Linked DNA regions of Mus musculus: region 1 is linked to region 2. A link is a contact called in public Hi-C data. All regions are on one chromosome and are shown on one strand. Each heading gives the region's core, a stretch centred on a gene start, on an enhancer-like site or on the middle of the called end of the contact. The rest is flanking DNA. Distances are from core to core; before and after follow the strand shown. Region 1 has its middle 7.6 kb from the start of Gm22521. Region 2 has its middle 190 kb from the start of Gm41333.

What was found. A called contact is a pair of places that touch in the nucleus more often than the background predicts.
Region 1: a Hi-C map of Th1 cells shows a contact between it and region 2, with 3 times the contacts expected there. The contact joins two enhancer-like sites. A contact is called at or near these places in 1 of 15 datasets of contacts at CTCF or cohesin (pro-B cells) and 4 of 484 Hi-C or Micro-C datasets (the CH12 cell line, the N1E-115 cell line, Th1 cells and 1 more).

What each region holds. Positions count from the first base shown.
Region 1 is chr15:62,797,538-62,804,149 of GRCm38.p6, forward strand. No RefSeq gene overlaps it. Among named protein-coding and RNA genes, the nearest start is that of Gm22521, 7.6 kb to the left of the region's middle. Within about 2 kb of position 2,499, at least 6 of the 459 cell types and tissues checked have an H3K27ac peak or open chromatin away from gene starts, as enhancers often do. A contact at or near this core is called in the CH12 cell line and Th1 cells, where this site is marked.
Region 2 is chr15:62,479,674-62,486,346 of GRCm38.p6, forward strand. No RefSeq gene overlaps it. Among named protein-coding and RNA genes, the nearest start is that of Gm41333, 190 kb to the right of the region's middle. Within about 2 kb of position 2,403, at least 25 of the 459 cell types and tissues checked have an H3K27ac peak or open chromatin away from gene starts, as enhancers often do. A contact at or near this core is called in the CH12 cell line and Th1 cells, where this site is marked.

The DNA.
Region 1 (6,612 bases), core at 1,249-3,748, 320 kb after region 2:
GCTTTTAGTAAAAAGGCCATTTTTACTATGTTAATCCCACCGATCCATTAGCATTGGAGATCCTTCCATCTTTTGATATTTTCATCACTATCTTTCTTCAGACACTTGACGTTCTTGGCATACAGGCCTTTTACTTGCTTGGTTAGAGTTACACAAAGATATTTTACATTATTTGTGGCTATTCTGAAGTGTGTTGTTTCCCTAAATTCTTTCTGAGCACATTAAAAGTTTGTATAAAGGAGGGCAGCTGATTTTTTTTAACTTAATTTTATATCCAGTCACTTGCTTATTGTGTAAAGGTTTCAGGGTCATTTATGTGTTCTATCATATAATTTGTGACTAGCAATATTTGACTTCTTCCTTCCCAATTTATATTGTCTTGATCTCCTTTAGTTGTCTGATTGCTCTAGCAAGGACACTTGCTCAACTATGTTCATAACAGCTTCATTTGTAATAGCCAGAAACTGGAAAGAACCCAACTTGAGACCTATTCAGTGAACAAGAACCAATTCCTGACATTCTTAATGATACTCCGTTATGCTCTCTGATGGTAGTCTAACATAACTGTTCTCTGAGAGGCTCTTTCCAGCAGCTGATTGAAACAGATGAAAAGATCCACAATAGATGGAACTCAGGGAGTTTGTGGAAGAGTTGCGGGGAGAATTGAGGGACCCTAAGTGGATAGGGACTCCACAGAAAGATCAACAAGGTTAAATAACCTGGACCCTTGGTTTCCTTTATAAAGTATAAATAACTATATAATACATAAATATATATAAAATATAAATAAAATATGAAATTTGTTAACTTGACATAACCTAGAGTCATCTGAGAGAAAAGCTTCCATTTATGCATTTTCTAGGCCTAGAATATGGTCTGTGAGCATATTTATATATAGTTATCTTGCTTATTAATTGGTTTATAAAGACTCAGTCACTGTGGACAGCAGCATCTCTACTCAGGTAGTCCTGGGACATGTAAGAAATCTAGCTAAATATTAGCCTGTTAATAAGTGAGTTAGAAAGCAAGACAGGTCTTTTTTCCTTGAGTTCCTACTTTGACTTCCTTCAATGGTGGAATATAACCAGGGTAAAACAAGTAGGGAATATAGATAATAATATTAGTGTTGGTGTTTATTGACATATATGTATAAATAGATATACATATACATGTATGTATGTGTATATAAGCCCTAGGGAAGTTTTATTTGCAGGCAATATAATATAAAATGTAATGGATTAAAATTTATAGTTGAGAAATAACACCTAAAAATAGATTCCTCGAGGGCTGGGGTCTACTATTACAGTGATTTTTGTTTGCCAAACTTATCCAGAGCCAGTCCTAAGGAGAGGTTTACAAAAAACTTTTGCCAGCAGTCCTGCTGTCCAGGCGACTCACCAAACCCCACTCTCAAGGGAGGTTCTGTAGTCATGATTCTTGGCCAAAGGAGAATTAAAAAAAAAAAAAAAGACTTTCATTTTCCCAAGTTGTATTATATATCACATTTTCAAGTTCAAATCGTCTTGAATTCCTTCTTCTTGTACTTTCCTTGACTCGTATGGAATGTCACATCACTCTGTGTTTCTTCCATCTTGATCTTGACCATAGCCATCTATCTGTAGTTTTAATGTGGACTAGAACTAATTACTCTAGTTTTGGTTTGCTCATTTCTAATATTGGCAATGACCTTTGTGTAATTGCTCCTCAACTCATGTTCCAAGAGCTTTATTTCATCTCTCTTCGCTAGTACCTATGATGTGTCATAGCCAGCCTATCTCTTAGCCCTTCTCAGACAAGAAACTCCTTTTTTCTTTTTTCTTGGATATTTTCTTTATTTACATTTTGAATGTTATCTCTGGCCCCCTGAAGCCCCCTATCCCATCCCCTTGCCCTGCTTCTATGAGGGTGTTCCCCACCCATCCACCCACTCCTGCCTCCCTGTCCTAAGAAGCTCTTTACAAACCGTAACACTCTTTACAAATTGTAAAATGACAAGGATCTACCACTCACATTGAATAGATCAAAAAAGAACTTGTCTGTAGATTATATAGTTTGGCTCTGGAGGAAGTTTGCTGTTTAATTTCCAAGATAAAAGATACACTCTTTCAATGTTAAGTTTTAGTATGGATTCCTTTGTACAAATTTGAATTTAAGATGTTCAATACCACTCAAAATTAAGGAAAGGATGAAATTTTCCACTAAAAGTTAAGAACTTGTTCTGTTCTAGTTTGTTTGACTTTCTTTTACTGACCACTGAATATAAAGAAAACATAAAGACCATTTTGCATGTCTTTAAATCTCAGTAAGCAAACATGTCTGTAACAAGGGAATTAGATGTAAGCTAGAATACTAATTCAAGTTGGACGTTTATTCCTGATCATTTCATTATTATTATTTAGGAGGTTTTCTTCTCAAGTGATACTAAAAGTTTCAAGTCCCCATTTATGTGAAAGCAGTGTGGGTGTGCAGGAAATTGACAGACATGAAAGATGATGTGTTTTGGAGGCAGGACCTGTTGTCCCGGCCTTCTCAGCATTAAGAACCTAAAGACTTAGGGCAACTTGCTGAATCTAGAGGTCTTTAAGAATTTTCTTTTTATTCTTCTTTTCTCTCCTCATTGATTATTTCTCTCTGCTCTAGAGTATATATTCATATAACCTTTATTGAGTTTAATTACCCAAACTTAAAAGCAAAAGTTATAAGCAATAGTAATGTTAAGGTGTGCTGTGATTCCTCCCCATCCCCTTTCCTTTCTCCATTTCCCTTCCTTTCTCAAAGAAATAAAGATGCAATTAAGCACAAACACAGAGACTGGGGAAAACCCATTTCTAAAGCTTGTAGTGGTAGAAAGCTGTGGGCTAAATTAAGCTGCATTGAAAAGAATAGGGAGTGACAGAAAACATTACACATATTGCAAAAATTACTCACTAAGTTAACTGGTGTTATATTCAATTAAAGCATGTAATTATATTCCATGATATTTTACAGGAGAGCAGGTCTAAGCAGGAATACATGTAACTCTGGTGCCAGTCTAGAGTTAATTGGTAAATCTTCCCAGAGCTAAAACCTTGACTGAATCCCCAGCGCTTTCAACTGCTACAGGTCTCTTTCACTTAGCCTTATTCAAGTGATTTCTCAAATTTTTGGAAAGAAACAAAAAGAAATAATATGTTGATAATGTCAACTGGCATTAAATACATACACATAGCAAACATTGCTATAGGCATCTTATATGTATGCTCACTCTCTCTTCTTCTTCTTCCTCTTTTTCCCTCCCCCTCTGTCCTCAGCAGCCTGCACAGCATCTTCTGGCACTATGTAAGCTGACCAACAGGAAAACAGTTTCATGGTCATTCAAGGTTTATTTCTCTAGGTACTGCATCTGAAATATATCGTGTATTCAACCAAAGGTTTTGCAATCTAGTTATGCTAGGCAATGACATTAGCCTGCCTTGCTTTTGAATGCCTGGTGCTGAGACTGTCATTTAGCAACTCATGTATTCTGGGGCAGCATTGCTCACCAAAGCAAGACACTTTCTCTCTAGTTAAACAAATTGGATCCTGGTTAAGTGAAGTAAATTGTCTTACTAATGTGAAAGATACAGTTCTAAAATTATACTTTGACTTGTATACTCCACATTCACACATCTATACCACTGTCAGTGGGTGTATTTGCAGGAGAAGAAACAACCAGTTTATAGGTGCCTATAATGATGGAATGTCCCAGAATCACAGTTCAGCTTTAAATTGTGGAGTGTATGGTATATCATGGGAAAAACCTGGATGAATTATAGAAGATATCAATCAAATCTATATTAGAACCTTAAAGATAAATTTGAAAATGTGTTATTTCCTTCTGATCAGAGAGTTCAAAGAGATACACTTATGTTTTACCCGGGATTGTCTCTGTCCTTCCTCCCGATGAGAAACACAAGCCTTGGTCATTGCCATGTGACAGGCTTCTACACATGCTGATTATTAATGAACTATCTGCTTTCACTGAGTAAGTTAGTATAAGTAGCATTGGATTCAGGAGTTCAGTGCCTATAGATGTGAACTCACATTAGAACTAGGGGACCCAGAACAGACTGACCATTTCCCTCTAGTGTGGAGACTTTTAGGACTCTGTGTAATCTTCTCAATTTATTTCAAAGTTGGTGTTTTAAAGATATTTCCAGGATTATCCCATCACGGTTATTTGGATTGCTTTTGGCTGTTTTACAAATCCACAAAGGTGCTTGTGGTAGGAACTTTTCTCAAAGCTCTCACAATGAGAAATCGCTGGTACAGCCTCCATCCTCTACCCCATTGTGAGTATGGGAAGTTATTCAAAGGCTTTTAGGTTGGCTGTATGCCAAGAGAGGATGACTGTTACCTGTAATCAGATTCTTCAAGCTCATTTCAATCCCCCCTAAGGACCCTACAAATTGTCTTTCCAGGCAAATTTAGGAATGATTGTCTGGAGCCATTCTAAAAATCTTGCTAATTTACTGATCCACTCCTGTCCTGTTTAGTTTATTGTTTATTATTTTTATTAATAGCACTTAAATTCACCTTGAAACGCTGAAACTGAAGAATTTCCTTGCATCAGGTGAGTGAGTCTGTTGTTTTATCTGTGACAGATTGTCTTGGTTAATAATCAGAATGAGAAAATCCAGTACAGTGAATGGCACTATCCTTAGGCAGATGAGGAAGCCAGAGACTTAACCAGTAAGTAGTACTCCTCTATGGCTTCAGTTTCTACCCTGACTTTACTCAATTATGGACTATACCCTGGAAGTATAAATCAAACAAATATTTTCACCCACCCACTAAGTTTGTTTTTCTTAGACTGTCTTGTTACAGAAGGAGAAAAAACAAGCTTGCACAAGCTCCTAAACTTTTCTCAGAAACGTAAAGGTATCATTGGACGTAAAGACAATTTCCAATGAGCTTTTCAACCCTTTGATTATCATGAATCATTGACAAATTGAACAAAAAGAGCCAAGTGTGCTTTATATGTAAACAAAATATTGGAAGAGTGGATTATTACAGCTCTCTTAAAATAGAGTTTCCTGGAAGAGTTCTGTGGAACATATGTATATTTATCTCAACTCTCATTTGAAATCTGAACTCCCACATGATGTCAGTTTGCTTAGGTCATTTAAACTCTCAAGGCCTGTGCATGAGCATTTTTAGAGTGAGGGGCAGTTGAGGAGACCTCTGGTAAGTTCTGTGTTAGCTACAACATTCAGTGATTCTAGTCTTTTGGTATTAAAGACCATTTCTTTGGATTTTGTTTTTCTTTTACTGAAAGTTCCACCTTACCCTGCAAAGCTCCTCAGCCAGAATAGACTAGATTTAAATTTGTAGGCTTATAATATTTCAGAGTTCAAAGGCACTGTCAGGTCACAGAGCTCAACTCTATGGTGATACATAATACCTTCTCCAACACCTCCACCAAGTGGCCAAGCAGTCTGTATTCCACAGGTAGGAGCATGCCTGTTGGTACTCACCACATCCATTCTATGCCAAACAGCATTTGCTCTAAACCTCCCTATGACTTTGAGGTTCTTTCTCCAGTTTTTCCCAAAGCAGGTGTCTCTCTTGTTTCACAAGGACACCTAAATTCTACCTTTATGCTCAATTTACTGTTTTTTTTTTTTCTTTTTAAACAAAGCATTTCTTCAGTCATTTGAAAATGATCAATCCAAACCCTTAGCTCTAGAAAAGGTAACTCGGCTCTTTGGATCTTTGGAGCATCCTTGTTCTGAGAGTGTCCCTAGTTCTGATCACTGTCTTCGTAATTTGGCACAGATTACCAACTTCCATTTGACTGCCTCTCAGTAATCAGTTAAGTATCCAAGTAATTTGGGATGGCAAAATTTCAAAGCTGGCTTTCATCAAAAACAAAAGAATCTGATAGGAAACTGGTACAGAAGCTGACGAAAATATAGAACCGAAGCGATGCTAGGAACAGAACAGTCATTTCTGTTGGGTATCTTGAGCCCCAACTTCAGTGCATTGCCTTCAGTAATATACTAACTCTCCCCGCCTGTGATGTTTAAGTTACCTTTAGAAGATTGACATCTAAGGAATTTAAGGTTTTTTTTTTTCATGTTGAAAAGTAGTTAATCAATACCTCAAATGGAAGAAATATTTCAGACATACTGTATAAGAAATAAAGTTATGGAAGGACTGAAGGAGCTGAAGGGGACTGCAACCCTATAGGGGGAAAAAAACAGTATCAACTAACTGGTCTCTCCAGGGACCAAGCCAAGCAAAGAGTATACATGGGTAAGTCCATGGCTCCCACTACATATGTAGGAGAGGATTGCCTTATCTGGCATCAACAGGAGCAGAGATGCTTGGTCTTCTGGAGGCCTGTTGTACCATCGAAGGAGGGTGCTAAAGAGGTGAGGCAGGATTGGGTAGGTGGGTGGGAGAGTACCCTATTAGAGGCAAAGGAAAGTGAAGATGGAATGAGATGTTTACAGAGAGGAAACTGGGAATGAGCACGTTTGAAAAATAATAATAAGTAAGTAAACTAAAAAAACACTCTCTTTCTACAAATAAATGGAAAGCATTAAAAAATCTGGCTCCCTAATTACTTTTCAAGAGAAACTACTTTTG
Region 2 (6,673 bases), core at 1,153-3,652:
GCCTTCCTACTACCTCCAAGACAGTTGAGCTGAAAGGGAATCATCTGAAGGAGTGAACAAGAATCATTTCTATCTGAGGCCAGGCATAGTGGAAACAGCAGACTTTGGTGTCTCTCAGTGAAACTTCATCCTACTCTGGGTGTTTAAGTCTTGATGATGGGTCCTTCATAATGAGAGTGTATACCCTGACTGTTTATTCGAAGCTAGTAAGCAGAGAAGTGTTGGAGGTGAGATATTCTGGTTTCTATTATTTGGGTCTGCCATCTGATTTATTGTAAAATTTAATTTAGTATGTGTTCATGGTTTGTATGTGTGAGAATGTGCGAATGCCATACATGTATGTAGACATCAGACGACAGCTTTGTGGAGTCAGTTATGCCCTTCCATAACTAGAGGAGGTCTAAGGATTCAACCAGGGGACTCAGGTAGGCTCAGCGAGTGTGTTTACTTATTGAACTGTCTTACCAGCCCCAGCCTTGCTATAAGATGATATGTGATGATGATTTAGGTATCCTCCTGTATGTATGTATGTATGTATGTATGTATGTGGTTTATGTATCTTGGTCTTTTTTCTAAAATTGATACAGAAGGGAACTCTGGTAAATTTGGGTATAATTTTTAATAATTAAAATGGTTTTTTTGATAAAAGATGCTTTTATGATAACATTTATGTGATAGTTATCATTTTAATGATTTTGAGTGTGTAATCCAATGGCCTTAAGTCTCTTTATATCATCATTCAGTCTCCACCCTGGAACTTCACATCCCTGCACAAAAAACCACTGCCATCATCCCCTGTGTCCTATGACACTCATTCTACTTTTGTCTCTATAAAATGGAATGGTTGGTCTTGCTGCTTCATCTAAGTAGAATCAATTCTGTTTGTCCTTTTGTGGCTGTGTTCATACAACACAAGGTGCTCATGGTTCATCGATGTTGAAGCATATGTCAAAGTTTCCCCCTTATTAAAGGCATAATAACATCCTATGGTGAATGTGTACCTTTGACTTATTTCTTCATCTGCTGGTGGACATCTGGATACTTCTATGTTTTCACTATTGTGAAAACTGTTGAAGTGAATATAGATACTCAACTATCTCATTGAATTCCCATGTTTTATTTCCTTTTGGTATAGATCCAAAATGGCATGTCTGGATCATAGGGTAAAACTTTGTGTTTGGTTTTATCGGGATTCATTACACCTTTCCCATAACACCTATAACCATTATCTATTTTCGTCAGTAGAGTGTAGAGATTCCTCTTATATCCCTAGGAAGTTTAAAATTAATGGAGCTGTCAAGATGCCTCAGCATTTAAAGGTGCTTGCCACCAAACCTGACCACCTGAGTTGGGTCCCCAGAGCCAACATAGTATCAATACCTGTCCCCTGGGCACCTGCACCATGGCACATTTGCACCTGTACACATGCCCAGCTCTCTCACACTCATCCAGCAAATAAAAGGACCACAGTAGCACGTATGAAGTGATGCTTCACTCTAGTTCTGTTCTTTATCCTTTTGTCCCAGAACATCTGTCATCATCTGTTACCTGGCGTCTTAATTACTTCTCTATTGCCATGAAAAGATACCACGATAAAGGAAACTTATAAAGGAGGGCATTTTATAGGGGCTTACTTAAAGTTTAAGAAGGTGTGTCCATAACCATTGTGGTGGAAAGCACCCAGACAATACACTGCAGCAGTAGCTGAGAGTTTACATCTTATCTGCAAGATGATGGCAGAGAAAGAGTGGGCGGAGTTGGGTCTGATATGGGGTTTTGAAACCTTAAAGCCCACCCTTAATAATACAATTCCTCCAATAATGCCACAGCTCCTAATTTTTCCTAAACAGTTCACCCACAAGGAAACAAGTGTTCAAACACAGATACTCATCAGGGCCATTCTTATTCAAATCACCATACCTAGGGATTTTGCACTGTCTGTTTGGAAGGGATGGGAGCCCTTAGATTTTATTTCTGTCATCAAGGCCCTCCTAAATATAATTGGCATTATCCATCCTTGATGACCTATGTGCCCTGAATAATTGCTGCCCTGCTCTAGCTCCCTGAAGTGGACATTAGCCCGAGGCATCTACTTGAGCCACATTTTACCAATTCCTATTTCTATGTGGACCATTCATGAGTTGGTGTGAAGTTGATGTGCCATGCATAATGCAATATTCAAGGTATTAGAAGAGAAAGGCTGCTTGAAAAGCAATTTGGAAACAGAAAGGCCAATCAGGAAAGTTTTTACCAAGGAGTTCCATAAGCTGGGTTTTTGAATGTGACAAGTAGTCAAACCTATATCTTTTGAGACAGCTGGAGTGACTTTAACTAGATATAGGGTGTCACACCTAAAATGTGTACTTCTGGAAAAGGATGGTGACTAAGCTGTGTGTGCTGTATGCAAGCTGTGAAGCTCAGTACAAACAGTAGGGCATCATGGAATTAATATGACAGCAAGCAACTCCTACCTTTTATAGGAAGTGGCAAAGCCTCTCATTAAGACGTAACTTTCTGACCCTAAAACAGGACAGTTTGGGGCCAGCATTTAATCACTTGAACTACTGAAGACCCAAAATCATGGGGCCTCTGATCTCTAATTAGGTATGAGATCCACTGTGCAGATAGAAGGCTTATTTCATGTCAACTGGAGGATACTGATGTCAGGGTGATGCCCTCTGACTTCTCTACACAGCGTGGACTTTTCTTCTTTGACTAAAATGGAAAAGCTTTTTATACTGCTTCTGCTACAATTCTGGTTTGCTGACTAAAAGATGTGAGGGAAACGCTGTGACCTAAAACAGCATTGGTTCAAACATTTGCATGTGGGTTGCTGTGTAAGAAATCCTATTTTCATTGTTAAAATAGAAGGAAGCCATTAGGCTGTACATGTGACTCATCTGGAAAGTGAGTGCTGCAGATCCGACACATGCCGGTAAACACCCATGTGTTCTTGTTTCTTCAAGCATATGCTGCCGTTACCTGTTCTCACTGGCATTCTGCTTAGGTGATAGGCTCTAGCGGGGTAAGCGGAAACACTGAATGAGTTTGGCTGGCTGCTGAGACAAGTATGAGGAAAACCAGCTATTTGTGTCCCTGTAGGTGACTCGGCTGCACAATCCTATTCAATTCCCTGTTGCTGGATTCTGTGAATGGGTTGGCATTGCTGTTCTCTGGCTTTGTCCTTAGAAATGGAATATTGGTTAGGATGGAAAGAAGGGGGATGGAAATGAACAGGTACTGGGGCTCATAAGCATTTAAACTGCTGTGGTTGTCAACTATGAATATACAAACATAGCAAAAATACTAATGAAAGAAAATATGTTCACTGTGGTTCACATCGCTCTCTGAAATGTATATCATCACCTTATATAAGAGAGAATTAGCATCTTTTAAAAACTGGTTCTTTTAGTTCTAAAGTAATTAACAAGGACCTATGAGTAAGTGAAATATTTTCCTCGTGATGTCAAGTTCAGTGTAAGTGAACAGGGTGTGGAGACTATTGACCACTTGTGTGTCCTTTGTAGATAGCCATTGCTATCCATTTTAACCATCACCACCAACATCATGTTGTCACACCATTTTTACCCACTTGCCACTGAGGAAATTGAAATTTGACTCAAATCTCAGGTTTCTTAAGCATCAGAAACTTGAGTACTGTCCTGTCTAATGTTATAGGTACTAATCTCGGATACTGTCTATTTCATTCTTTGCTTGGATTGGACCCTGAATTATTGCTATGTATCTATATTTCCAAATACTTCAGATTTTAGAAATGCCTTTCCATTCTATTAATGAAACAATATCTTCCCTCATTGTACTGATAAGACATCCTTATGTCTTAATACAGTCTTCTACCTCTCTTCAGATCAAAAACTTCCTTTGGTTGTGTGTTTGTATTTTTTGGATATAATTTTGACTTTGCCACATGGCTTTTGGTATTCCTTCAAGACTTTCTCCATTGTTACCATTGGGCCTAGAACCAGCAAGGCTGGCCCAACCTTCATATCCTCTTCCCAGCAACTGGGAGGGGATGATTCAATACAGGAAAGCAGGTTCCAGAGTTACTGGATTTAGTCAGAACAGAGAGCAGCTATAAATACCTCTGGGGACTCTCCACAGACTGATGACTGTTTCATAAAACATCCTTTTTGTTCTGTCAGTGATTTCAAATGGATGCCTTCCTCCCTACTCCAGCCAGGACTCCTTCAGGTGTGAGCCCTCTTTAGGACGATGCTCCTAGAGATGGAGAAACACTTTCACCATTAGATGAACAGCTCTTATTGATAAGGGTGAAACTGCTCTCTTCTCTCTAAGTTTTGGCTATGTCGTAATTTTCCTTCTAAACAACATTTATATTTTCCTTTAGCTATAGATGTACATATGTACTTGTACAGTCTAAGTGCAATTTCTAAGTAATGTTATGTCTTGTAAAATTCTGCAAATCTAAAACAATTCAATACGAATGAAAAGCATCACAACAAAATGGTTTTGAAAACAAAATTCTGCCTATTTGTTACTCCCTCATTTGTAAAAAGAACAGAGTTGGACTAGCATGTGTCTGAGGCCCATTCTAAAATAGTGTTTGTGGATTCTGGGGGAGTCTTGACTACTGCAGACATCATCAGTAGAGTATAATTGTCTCAAGGGTATTTTTCTTTCACAGACTCTTGGGGAAGTGGTGAGCATGTATTTTATTTGTTGTTATGGCTGGAAAGTTTGAGAAATGATTATGGTGACATCCGTAGAATTCTCTCTGTGGTGCAAAATACAGATAAGACTCTTATAATATTATCCCTTGATGACTAGTATTCGTAATGATTGGAATTCTCTATAGAGGTCACTCAGACAGGGACAGTATGACTTGTCAGCTGTTGTTGACTTGTCTGTGGGGATGGCTAGACCTTGGTGTTCCTTGCAAAAAAAAATCTCTTTAGTCACCCCTGCCACAAATATTTATTGGACACCAGGCATGTGCCAAACATAATTCTGGAGACTACAGAAGGATAAATAAAAGGTCATATCTTAGAGGGACAGAGGTAGTCCACGCTACAAACATAGCCTGGGTCCCTGTATGGCACAGCCTTAATGAGGAAAGAAAAAGAGGAATGAGGAAAGTGGTAGGTATTACATGAGTTCAAGCTCCAATCCTTGATGCCCAAGACTCAGAAGCTTCACAGAAGATATGGTACTGAGACATGAATAATATAATATGGTTGGAAAGTTGTGCAGGGCTATCTGTGATGGACTCAGTGAATTGGCCATATGGCTTAGAGGTTTAAGAGAACCTCATATGCTAGTTTAGGAAATCTGGTAAGAACTAGGTAAGAGCCACTGAAGGATTTTGGCAGAGAAAGGCCGCCTTTGTTGCTCATCTTGTAAGACAAGGACAACCAAATCAGTAGTTACAGAATTCTTCTGTTCACCACTAATGATTATAATCGTGAGATTTGTCTAGTTACATACTAAAAAAATTGCTTTTGATACAATTCCGGTGTTGGTCATCTCAGTATTCTAATAACACTCCCAAAGAGGTAGTATTATGGGCCTGGGATACAGATGAGAGAAGGAAGCCCCAGGGAAGGTAAACGGCCCATCATTGCTATCACAGGGTTTGAGCAGAAGAGCAGGAATACCATCCCATAATCAGCCACCAAACCCAGACACTATTGCATATGCCAGCAAGATTTTGATGAAGGGACCGTGGTATAGCTGTCTCGTATGAGGCTATGCCAGTGCCTGGCAAATACAGAAGTGGATGCTCACAGCCATCTATAAGATGGAACACAGGGCCCCTAATGGAGGAGCTAGAGAAAGTACCCAAGGAGCTAAAGGGAACTGCAACCCTATAGGTGGATCAACAATATGAACTAATCAGTACCCCCAGAGCTTGTGTCTCTAGCTGCATATGTAGCAGAAGATGGCCTAGTCGGCCATCACTGGGAAGAGAGGCCCCAGTACAGGGGAATGCCAGGGCCAAGAAGCGGGAGTGGGTGGGTAGGGGAGCAGGGCAGGGGGAGGGTATAGGGAACTTTCGGGATTGCATTTGAAATTTGAAATGTATATAAAGAAAATATCTAATAAAGAAAAAAGAGAAGAGCAGGAACAGAGTTTCGCATCACAAGCCAAATACTGGCATCCTTTTTAGTTGTTTCGTACACACACACACACACACACACACACACACACACACACACACACACACTACATTGAAATGTTAATCAATAAAGCACAGACAAGGAAGTGTTTAATATATTATCACAAGTCAGCGAGTTATCCGTCCACAAATATCAGCCTGCTACTTATTGTTTTAACAATAAGGCTTTATAGAATCCACAAGTCAGCTTGTCAGAGTCATATTTCTGCGGCACTGGTAGAGTGCGGTGACTGAGATATGGAGAGGTGACCCTTAAATCAAGAACTCTTTACTACTGAGTCAGCTACTGTACCAGTTTGCAAATCCCTGTACCACAGTAAGGACAGTGCCTGGAAGGTGGGAAGACAAAGCCAGTGCCCATGAGGTCCTACTTCTCATATTTTAGTATGATTCCATCATTTCCCTTGAAAAAGAGTCCCTGCTTTGACTTCTAATGTGGTAGGTTATTTTGCTCCCCACCCCCAACCTTGTAAAATGTTTGGGAATCACAGCGTCTAATATATTACAGATTTCTTA